Linked DNA regions of Mus musculus: region 1 is linked to region 2. The links are chromatin contacts, called in public promoter capture Hi-C maps. All regions are on one chromosome and are shown on one strand. Each heading gives the region's core, a stretch centred on a gene start, on an enhancer-like site or on the middle of the called end of the contact. The rest is flanking DNA. Distances are from core to core; before and after follow the strand shown.

Region 1 (5,768 bases), core at 109-2,608, 200 kb before region 2:
CCTTCAGATGGCACAAGGGAAGGAGGGTTTACTAGGTTTAAAGAAGCAGCAAGCAATCTTGCACCAACTCTTCTCACCAGCCTGGTTTGACCATCCTACTCCTTCCTTTGCTCAAAGCTTAGTAACAGAGTCCCATTACTAGAAAGAGCTTCCTGATCCTTCCCACCAGCAAGGTCATTCTGGGGAGAGCAGTGGCTTACCTGTTCCTCCGACAGTTGAGATATGTGATTCACAGCAGCATAGGACTCAATTTTGGGATTAAAGTGATTGATGATGGCTCTGAAATAAAGAATTAACATTACTATGGTCCCAGATGGAATACAGTGACAATCCAGTTAATCAGGAGTGAGCAGCCTTGGGTTTATTCCTGTCAACTTGACATAAGCTACAGTGTCAAGCCTCCAGCACATTGGCTTCTAGGCAACCCTTAATGAAATTTCTTTGATTAGTGATTATTGATGTGGGAGAGCAATGCCACCTCAGGACGGGTGGTCCTGGATAGTATAAGAAAGCATGCTGAAGGACCAGAGAGATGCCAATGGTCAAGACTGATTGCTGTTCTTACAAAGAACCCAGATCACACGAGCAGCCACACTGGGTAGCTCCCAACTGTCTCCAATTCTAGGGGATCTGACACCCTCTTCAGGCCCCTAAGGATGCTGCATGTGCCTGGTATACACACATAGGCAAACACACACACACAGAAATAAAAGGAAGGGAAGGGGGAAGGGAAGGGGGAAGGGAAGGGGGAAGGGAAGGGGGAAGGGAAGGGGGAAGGGAAGGGGGAAGGGAAGGGGGAAGGGGGAAGGGAAGGGGGAAGGGAAGGGGGAAGGGAAGGGAAGGAAGAGAAAGAGAGAGAGAAAAGCATGCAAGTGAGCAAGCTGAGCAAGCCACGAAGACAATGCACATGGCCTGTTTCAGCTCCGCCTCTGGTTCCTGTCTTGAGTTCCTGCTTTGACTTTGCTCTGAGGGAGTGACCTGGAATCTGTAAGATGAAATGAACCCTTTTCTCTACAAGTTGCTTCTGGCTACGGTGTTTATCACAGCATGAGAACAAGCACAACTGTCCTCTTCCTAAGCATGAGGCTAAAAATTATGACCTGGAAACCAACATGGGAAGGATTTAATAACTTACAGAAGGATAGAATCAAATGCCTCTGATGTGCAAATGAACTCAGAGAAAAACATAAAAACAAAAATCATGCTAAGACTTCCTGAGATGAAAAAGGTCCCAGGGGGTGTCCACTAGGGGGCCATGGTGCTCCAATCAGAACAAGCAGTACAGGCTAACATGTAGATAAAATACAGTCTCTGAGGAAGCTAAGCTTTATTAAAGCTGACATTCAGTCTTTATGCTTGTTAGTATTAGTTCCAAACCATAATTTAAATTCTATGCATTGAAACCAAGATCAGAGTGTATCACTTGATCACATCTGAAGTCACCACAGCTGGTTACATTTACCTCTCCAAAAAAAAATCTCTGAGGGTCTGGAGAAAAAGTGCTTGTTAAGCAAACACAAGAACCTGAGTTCAGAGACCCCAGCACCAATATAAAAGCTGAGCATAGTTGTGTGCCTGCGTCCCCAAATAGTGCGTGTGTTTTTGTGTGTGTGTGCACTTGCGCATACATGTGTTCATGTAGAGACAGAGGGTTGGGTGGCTAGCCAGTGTAGTGAAACATAATGAACTCCAGATTCAGTGAGAGGAGATTGTGTTTTTAAAAATTAGGTTCCCATGGCTACAGTAGTGTCATGAATATGAATGGTAACTACTTTCTGCTTGTTTATAAAGGCCTGCTGCACAGATGGAAACACATGTCTAGTACTGCAAATCTGGCCTAGAACCGAAGGTTGAAAAGCTCAGAGGTCCCAGGAATGAACCTACTACTACTGTCCAGCTCAATGAATTTAATGTCAAACTGCCCTACAGATCTGTATCTCTCAACCATGGCCTACTGTAGCTCTCACACCTCATCAGAGAAGGAACTCACACTTGGTCAAGCACAGAGAATCAGGGTCAGTGGAGTGCTCAGCCACATATGGAACACATCTATATCACACCCCCTCTAGTAGGTCCAGGATCACCGTCGATGATGGAATGGAAGGCTCCAAGAGCCAGAGATCAAGGCGAAGAGAGCAAAATGCTCTCTTCTGAGTCCTATCAGTCATGTGCTCCCAGCAGCTGGAGCTGCCTGTACAAATCCAGCCATTCACCGGTGTAGCACAGGTACCCACTCCTAACTGAGGAGTTGTGAACAGATGATGGTTTCTGGGGGAGGGAGAGGATTTTATTAAAGGATGTGGCTCCTGGTAACATGACCATACTCTGGTAATGCCTCACACCCAGGAGTATATAGATGGGCAGCACAAATTGCAGTGAATGGGTTATTAAAAAAAAAAAAAAAAGGATGATATACACAAAGTTAGGGGTATATTAAGAAGGGAATGTGGACCTGGGAGAAGTTAGAGGGAAGAGTTGGGGGTAAATATGATTGAAGTACACTATAAAATTCCCAGAGAATTAGCAAAAATACTAAAACATCCATAGTGGAGAGGAGTTGATGGGGTAAGGAGAAGCGTGTTCTTTAGTGGTGTATCCAGCGGGAAGGAGCCCATGCTCCCATAAAATAACCTTTACCCATGTTTATGTAAGCAGCCTTAATACTTAATGGGGTCACACATACCAAACAGGGCCATTAAAGTAGAAGGGGTCCATGGGGGTGAAAGTGGGGCAAGAGAAGGCAACTGGGGCATGGATATTACCACAATATGTCAAATACATGAACGAAAATATCCCAATAAAATTAATTATGTTAACATATACAAATACAAATAAAAATTGTAGGTAATGTAGTCTACTGAGAAGACTGTAGATTGGTCCTCTCTCTCATCCATTACGGATCTAACGTAACTCTTCCATCGATGGCTGCAACTTCCCAGGTCTAAGATATAGCACATGGGGTGGGTGGGTATGGGGGACTTTTGGTATAGCATCGGAAATGTAAATGAGCTAAATACCTAATAAAAAATGGAAAAAAAAAGATATAGCACATGGATGAAACATACCGAAGTCTTTTATGAACAATAAATAAATCCTAGTTTTTATCCAGGAGACCAGAATAGAATGACTGTTTCCATTCCTGAGTTCCCTGGAAGAGTCAGGCAGTCTCTAACAAACCCTTTGAGCAGGAAGGGAAACAAAGTAAAGGTGTTTACTGGTAAAGATTCTTCAAAGTTTTACACTAAAATGATCTCTTTAAGGTCACCAGACTTACATTAAGTGTCTGAGGGAACACAGGGGTGACTGCCTGACGGTGCTCAGAGCTTGGAAGCTCAGGCCCCACATTCAGAAGAGGCATAGTCCTTATTTTCAACTGTGATGATCAGGGAAAGGGTCTCCATTTTGCCTTCTGGGGTTTGGTCATATGGAATGCTATTTCTCTTCACCACCAAAAGACCTGAGTCTTATTTTTCCCAGAAGGCCTAGTTAAAATAACACTATTTCCATGAACAACACATAATGAAAAAAGAAACAAAACCCAAAACAAAAAACCCAAATCCAAGGACTTTAGATATAGAGAAAGAAGTCCCCAGTTAAAATCCTGATTCCTCACTCAGCACTGTGGCACATACCTATAATCCTAGCACTCAGGAGGTTGAAGGATTTAAGGCCAGCCTAAGTAAAGGAGACTCTGTCTCGAAGCCGGGCTTGGTGGCGCACGCCTTTAATCCCAGCATTTGGGAGGCAGAGGCAGGCAGATTTCTGAGTTTGAGGCCAGCCTGGTCTACAAAGTGAGTTCCAGGACAGCCAAGGCTACACAGAGAAACCCTGTCTCAAAAAACCCAAAAACAAAAACAAAAACAAAAAAAGAGACTCTGTCTCAAAATACAGAGATCCCGATGAATCTCAGTGGGAAAGCATCCACCCAGCATGTGCAAGACCTTAGGTTAGATCATTTAGTAGTGGGAAAATCCTGACTCTTCTACTTATTTGCCGTAGGAATCAAGCACTGGCTTTTTCATGTTTTCCTTACTTCTCTTCTCTTCTCTTCTCTTCTCTTCTCTTCTCTTCTCTTCTCTTCTCTTCTCTTCTCTTCTTTCTTTCTTTCTTTCTTTCTTTCTTTCTTTCTTTCTTTCTGAGATTTATTTATTTTATGTATGTAAGTACACTGTAGCTGTACAGATGGTTGTGAGCCTTCACGTGGTTGTTGGGAATTGAATTTTTAGGACCTCTGCTTGCTCTGGTCAACCTCACTCACTCCAGTTGGCCCCACTCTCTCCGGAAAACTCCGCTGTTTGCTAGTCCCTGCTTGCTCCAGCCCAAAGATTTATTTATTATTATATACTGTAGCTGACTTCTGATGTACCAGAAGAGGGCGTCAGATCTCATTATGGGTGGTTGTGAGCCACCATGTGGTTGCTGGGATTTGAATTCAGGACCTTTGGAAGAGCTATCTCACCAGCCCTTTTTTCTTTTTTCTTATATACCATCTCACTAACTTGCCCCAAAGGTAAGAAGTGAATGTGTGTGTGTCTCTCGGAGTGTACGTGTCTGTATGCATGTGTATCTCTCTGTGTGAGTGTGTGTATCTTTGTGCATGTATGTGTGTGTCTCTACGGGTATATGTATCTGTATGTGAGTGTGTGTGTGTGTGTGTGTGTGTGTGTGTGTTTTGCTGCTGATTACCAGTAAGCTAAATCCTCATCTGTTTTTTGTTTGTTTGTCTGTTTAGTTTTTTTTTAAATATTTATTTATTTATTTTATTGTATGTAAGTACACTGTAGCTGTCTTCAGACACTCCAGAAGAGGGCATCAGATTTCGTTATGGATGGTTGTGAGCCACCATGTGGTTGCTGGGATTTGAACTCAGGACCTTTGGAAGAGCAGTCGGCGCTCTTAACCGCTGAGCCATCTCACCAGCCCCTAGTTTTTTCTTTTAAGCAATTTCTCCTGTCCTTGAGCATCCTGTGATATAGTATACAATATACTACAGAGTGTATTCCTGAGTATCTGGTGATTATAAGTGGGAAAAAGATTGTATGCTCCTAAATACTCTTAAAAGTAGAAACCTTCAAACACACTGGCCTCTGAGAAAAGGGGAAGGCACGATTGAGTGGTGTCAGTTGATAAATACTTTGAGGTTTAGTTATTTAATTTTATACTAACTTTTCTTTTCACCTTCACAACTTCACACACACTGCCATTTTATGCAATAATAAACTTCTTACCTTATGGAGCCAATGAATCTTTAGCCCATACAATTCAATAACAAAAGCAACAAAAAAAGCAATTTCCCTTGATGCCCGTTAACAGCAGTGCATTCATTACAAGCCTCAGAGCCTCTGCTGATTAACATTTAACAAAATACATCCGCAAATAACAATTCCTTTCAACCTTTTCCCTTTGAAACATCTAAGCAAAAACTTCCTCGACTGACCTGTTGGGCACTCCTCTACCTTCTCCTCAGGCCTTGTCCATCCACGCCAGTGCCCCTCCTTACACGCCTGCCCCTGTGGCCATTCTTCTCAAGACCAAAGACCAAAATAAATAAGCAAATGCATACATTTTTAAAATTAAATGGAAAAAAGAGAATCTTAGTAGGAGAGGCATTTTGACAAGTAATAATGAAAAAGCTAGGGATGTGGACATGGGGTGCAGGATAAGAAAAAGCAGGAAAAAGTGTTGGTACAGTGCCTGCCCAGCATGAAAGAAGTCGTCATTCAACTCCAGTACCACATAAACTGGGTGTCTGTGATCCCAGCGTGTGG
Region 2 (5,302 bases), core at 305-2,804:
TGCGGGGATACGGCGGGGGGGGGGGGGCTCCTAGTTCTGAAGTTTAGGCTTCTCAGAATACAGGACATACAGAGGGGCAAGAGATCCAGCCAGGCTAGACCCAGGACACTGACCACTGACTTTCTAGAGAAAGCTGCCTCCATCCTGGAAGGAAGGCCAGTTTGAGGACACAGAGTTATAAGGAAGGGGACCGACTATATTCTGGGATTCTCTTTAGACTAACCTCTCCCATCACATGGCTCAACTGTTCCCTCCTAGCACTTGTGGCCTTATACCCCGACCGTACAAGAAAAATCTCAAGGCACTCTCAGACACAGGTGTTCCCTGGCAAGCTCTGATACCTGTTAGAGAGGGTTGTGATTTGAATTTGAGTCCTCAAGTTTTCACTGGGGGGGGGGTGTCAAGCATTGCTCCCCCAACTCGAATCTGCAAACCACTCTTAACTTCACGGCCTACCTGGAACTGCTACACTCCCCCTCCCACGAAGACTGAGATAGCAGACCCAAGGGCCCAATTATCTGACACCCCCTAGGAGTGCTTTTTGTCCCTCAGGAGGGCCAACCTACCCTGGCAACAGACAGGAAAAGTTAAAGGGGGGTAAGATGGGCTCCAATCAACTCCTCCCCCAAACAGCATCCTAAGAAACAGCCCGAGGGGGGGAATGTCACAAAATATGTAAGAGGCAATAAACAGCAGGGAAGGGGGGGAAACCCAAATCAGCCAATCAGAACTCTACGATGACCTGAGGGGGGGGTCAAAAGTCCAAAGTCACTTCTGATTGGCTAACACCCTGGAATTCTGGGAATTTCAGTCCCCCCCCATCCCTCCCCAGTTAGCCTCCCCCCCCTCAAAAAAAAATTACAAGCCATCCTTAGCACCCCCTTCCCGTGCCGCTGGGCTGCTGCGTATTTATACAGATGAGAAAACCCGGCCCCGATCGAGGCCCCTCTAACTCTATACAGCCCCCGACCCCCACCATGCCTTCGATGCCCCCCACATACAAATCCTCTCCAAACCAGGGGTTAGGGGGCCGAAAGGGAGGGAGGGGCCAGGCGGCCTCGAGACCCACTCACCAGGACAGGCACAGCCCACTGACATCTTCACATCGCCCGCCGCTGGGGGCCCAGCCGAGTCACGATGCCCGCCCCTCGCAGGGACAGGCCGGGCATGAGCCGCTGCCGCCGCCCGCGGCCCCCGATGCCCGCGCCGCCGGCCCGGCCCGGCCTCTGCCCGGTGCGGGCCGCCCCTGCCTGCAGCGAGGGGCCTGTCAGGCGCGGAGCAGACAGGAAGGAAGCCAGGCAGGAAGGCGAGCTGCCTCTGCGTGTGTACGCGCGGGTGTGCGTCCCCGGAGTGTGTGTCCGTGTGTGCGCGTGTGCGTGTGCGTGTCTGTGCGCTCCCGCCGCCCTCCCCGCCGCCGCCCTCGCGCTCGCTCCCGTTCGTTCGCGCGTCCTCTCCCTCTCGCAAGCGCCGGCTCTCCGGCCAGAGTCGGGCTGGGCCGGGCTTTATTAATATGCTAATTGTCCTGGTAGTGGGAGGGGAGAGCCGTGTCAAAGTGACCCGGGCGAGCGCGGCGCGAGCGGCGACGTGCGTGCGCCGCGCGGCGAGGGGCAGGGAGCGCTCCCGGGAACGGCATGCGTGTGACGCAGCTCTTAAAAAACGAGACGGAGGCAGAGACCCCGGCGAGGGCGGGCGCCGGGGAGCGGGAGGAGGCGAAGCCTCACGCTCGGCGTCCGTCCTCCGGGTGCGCGGGGTTGGGAGCGTGGCTGAGCGGGAGCGGGGATTGGGGGAGGCGGAGCCTGGGTGGGTAGTGAGGTGTACCCTCTCTCCACCCCCGGGAGGGATGGGGCGCTGACCCCTGCCTGTGCTCTTTGCGGAGACCCTGTGTGGCGCGCTCCACCCGAAGCTGGGTGGGAAAAGGAGCACTCTCCTAATTCTCAGAGCAACCCCTAGACTCATCCCCTTTCTAAATTAACCAGACCATGCCTGCTAAACCAGTTGGGACTAGAGCTAAAAGGGTTAATTAAGAAGGGACCCCACCCTCCCCCGCCTAAGGGCCTGAGGTCCGCATTTTGCAAGGGGACACAAGGGCTGTGGTATGACCATTAGGCTGGGAAGGGGGGGAGCACTACCAAAGCCATCCTTTCCTCTTGCAGGCTCTGACGCACCAGTTAAGACACTTCCCTTCCCCCACTTTCTTCTTCCAGCCCTGGAGCCTTCTACCCACCCACCCCCATCCTCCGCCCCCTGGAAGCAGCTCCCTGTTTTGGAGGTGGAGAACAGGAAACCTACTCCTTCAGTGCCCCCTACCCATAGGGGCAGAGGCCGCGGGGAGGGTTGGGGGTGGGGCATCCTGGACAGTCAGTCTATCTTCCAAAGGGAGAACCCTCCCAACCTTCAGGCAGTCCTCAAGGACTCCTCAACCCAACCCATGGAAGGGAAGAACTCTTCCATCCCTTCTCCAAAGCCCAGCCCTAGCTGCCTCATAAACAGGAAATACCTATTAGCAGGGAGGAGGGGAGCTGCTAGAAGGAGTTCGGGGGGGGGGTGTCCCCCAAGCCTTAGCTTCTCTTAAGCTTCGTGGTGTATTCCCTGGGTAGATTCTGGGGGCTGGTATTCCCTGTCTAAGGTATCTGAACTAGACTGGTTACACTGGCTTCCCTCTTCCCTTTGTTGCTAAAATGGGGATTGTTTGAAAAAGGTGTTTGATTTCCCTACCCCGATTTAGGAGTTTGCACAGCTGGCTTGACTGTCCAGGGGAGAGTTACAAAGGTGGAGGTTAAGGTGCCATGAGACCACATATCCCAACCTTAGGGGTTTTTTTTGTTTTTTTTTGTTTTTGTTTTTTGGCTAAGGAGCAAGAGACCATGGTAGTAGAGTCTGATGATTGAAAGGAGGGCGTGCCTAGGAATGAGAATACCCCTCCCCCAGTGTTTAGAATATGGGGAGCTCCTCGGGATTACGCCGCCTGCCGTCGTCCCCGTCCCCACCAAGGGCATAGAAGGACTTGACAAAAAAAAAAAAAAAAAGACATCCACACACCAGCATTTCCTTGGCAGCATCCTCTGCCAGAGTCCATCTCCTTTCCACTTTCTTTCAGAGGTCAGCACTAGAGGGAGTGGAGAGGACCTAAGGACCTAAGGCAACAAATAGCCCCGAGTTCTGGATGCTCAGATTTGAATCCCTGCACAACCCCTCTTGAGCTGTATGACAGCCGACAGCCCCACCCTGAGCTTTACCGTCTGTAATTAGCTGGATGAGATATGAACCAGACAATGTGTACCCCGCATAGCCTCTCTCCCCATGTAGTACTACTGGTTAGACATTAGTACAAGTATGCCTTTTTTTTTTTTTGGTAAAGATTATTTCAAGGATGACAAGAGGGTGCTGAATGTGAGTTGATACAGAGGAAGGGGGATATCTTTCAGCCTTTTGACTCCTAATCTCTATCATCCATGAATGTGAATGTGCCTTCTCCCAGTCCTGGGACCACTTGCCCCTAAGGCCACTCATTCCAAACAACTAGCTAGACCAGATTCCAAGGTGATTCCGATCACCTACCTGGTGGACTGTGGGGATTTTCTCATACCCCACAGAGGTCTTCCTTCCTTTTGAATGAGAGATTCTTCTACGTTGGAGGTGTAGAAGGTGAAATACAAGGACGGAGATGAGGTGGAGATAGGTGCAAGGAAGGAGACAAAAATAAAACTGCAGGAGTGAACAAGGACCTGGCTCTGTGCTGGGTGTTCACACCTGTGGTCTCCTTTATAAGGACATTGTACATTTGGGTGTGAATGATGCCTGCCCACATCTGTGCATAGTTTCATGTGTGCATGCAGAGGTCAGAGGTCAACCTCTGGCGTACTTCCTCAGGAACCATCTTAATTTCCACACAATCCAGTATCACACAGTGAGCTGTAGGGCTCCCAGATTAGGCTAGGCTGGCTGACCCTGACCTCTGTGGAGCCCCAAGGCTATGTTCATCCCCACCGCTGGGGTTCCAGGCATTTAAGGCCACATCTGCATTGTTAGGTAGGTGCTGTGGAATCACACTCAAATCCTCATGCTTGCAGAGCAAACCACCTTAGCTTCTCCCTTGCCTGGAACCACTGATCCTCCTGCTCCTACCTCCCAAGTGCTGGGGCATCTCACCTGGAGTTCGAGGGGACCTTTGGAAGGGGCTGCTTATTGCCCATGTTGCACAAGCAAGCACACTGAGGGTCAGGGTTGGGCCACACAGCTCAGTCAGTGGTAGGGAGCACATGCCACAACCCTTGCAATTCTGCCTGTTGTCAGCTCCAAAACCCTGGGGTTCGGAGGGCTGAATACATCTTATTTAAAGGGGAGGAAGTTATTCTATGCATATGGTCTCTTGCAAGAAGAGACCTAGGAAAGAAGAGTGGAAGGATGAATAAAAAAAAAAAAAAAAAAAAAAAAGTACATGGCTGGAGAGATGACTCTGTAGCTGGCCTTAGAGACCCGCCTGCCTGCCTCTCCTGTGCCTGAGTTAAAGGTGTGTCCCCCTGGCTCACACAGGCTCTTCTTAGAAAAAGACTGGGGGCCAGGCTTGGGAGGCAGAGGCAGGCAGATTTCTGAGTTCAAGGCCAGTCTGGTCTACAGAGTGAGTTCCAGGACAGCCAGGACTACACAGAGAAACCCTGTCTTGAAAAATCAAAAAAGGCGACTAGGGTTCAATTGCCGGCACCCACATGGCAGCTCACAGTAATACATGCAGTCAGAACACCAATGTACATAAAGTAAAAATAAACTATTTAAGAAAACAACATTAATGGGGGCTGGAGAGATGGCTCAGCGGTCAAGAGCAATGACTGCTCTTGCAGAGGTCCTGAGTTCAAATCCCAGCAACCACACGGTGGCTCACAACCATCTGCAATGCTATTCAGTGCCCTCTTCGGGTGTGTCTGAGGACAGCTACAATGTACTCATGCATAAAATAAATACAAGCCGGGCGTGGTGGCACACGCCTTTAATCCCAGCACTCAGGAGGCAGAGGCAGGTGGATCTCTGAGTTCGAGGCCAGCCTGGTCTACAAAGTGAGTTCCAGGACAGCCAGGGCTATACAGAGAAACCCTGTCTCTTAAAACCAAAAAAAAAAAAAAAAAAAAAAAATAAAATAAAATAAAATAAATACATAAATCTTTAAAAGCCGGGCGGTGACGCATGCCTTTAATCCGAGCACTCGGGAGGCAGAGGCAGGCGAATTTCTGAGTTCGAGGCCAGCCTGGTTTACAAAGTGAGTTCCTGGACAGCCAGGGCTATACATAGAAACCCTGTCTCAGGAAAA

The links. Promoter capture Hi-C pulls out the DNA fragments that hold promoters and counts their contacts.
Region 1: a promoter capture Hi-C map of cranial neural crest shows a contact between it and region 2. The contact joins the enhancer-like site here to the promoter of Ldb1 in region 2. A contact is called at or near these places in 1 of 39 promoter capture datasets (cranial neural crest), 1 of 484 Hi-C or Micro-C datasets (B cells), 3 of 115 datasets of contacts at active chromatin or transcription factors (bone marrow-derived macrophages, epiblast stem cells and fetal liver) and 3 of 9 other capture datasets (adipose tissue, liver and macrophages).

What each region holds. Positions count from the first base shown.
Region 1 is chr19:45,845,908-45,851,675 of GRCm38.p6, forward strand. Armh3 (armadillo-like helical domain containing 3) reads right to left here. Exons shown (of 26, transcript NM_198296.2): 24 at 201-279. Among named protein-coding and RNA genes, the nearest start is that of Kcnip2, 33 kb to the left of the region's middle. Within about 2 kb of position 1,359, at least 15 of the 459 cell types and tissues checked have an H3K27ac peak or open chromatin away from gene starts, as enhancers often do.
Region 2 is chr19:46,043,757-46,049,058 of GRCm38.p6, forward strand. It overlaps Ldb1 (LIM domain binding 1), which reads right to left and starts at 1,555. Exons shown (of 11, transcript NM_001113408.2): 1 at 1,074-1,555. The coding sequence starts at 1,098.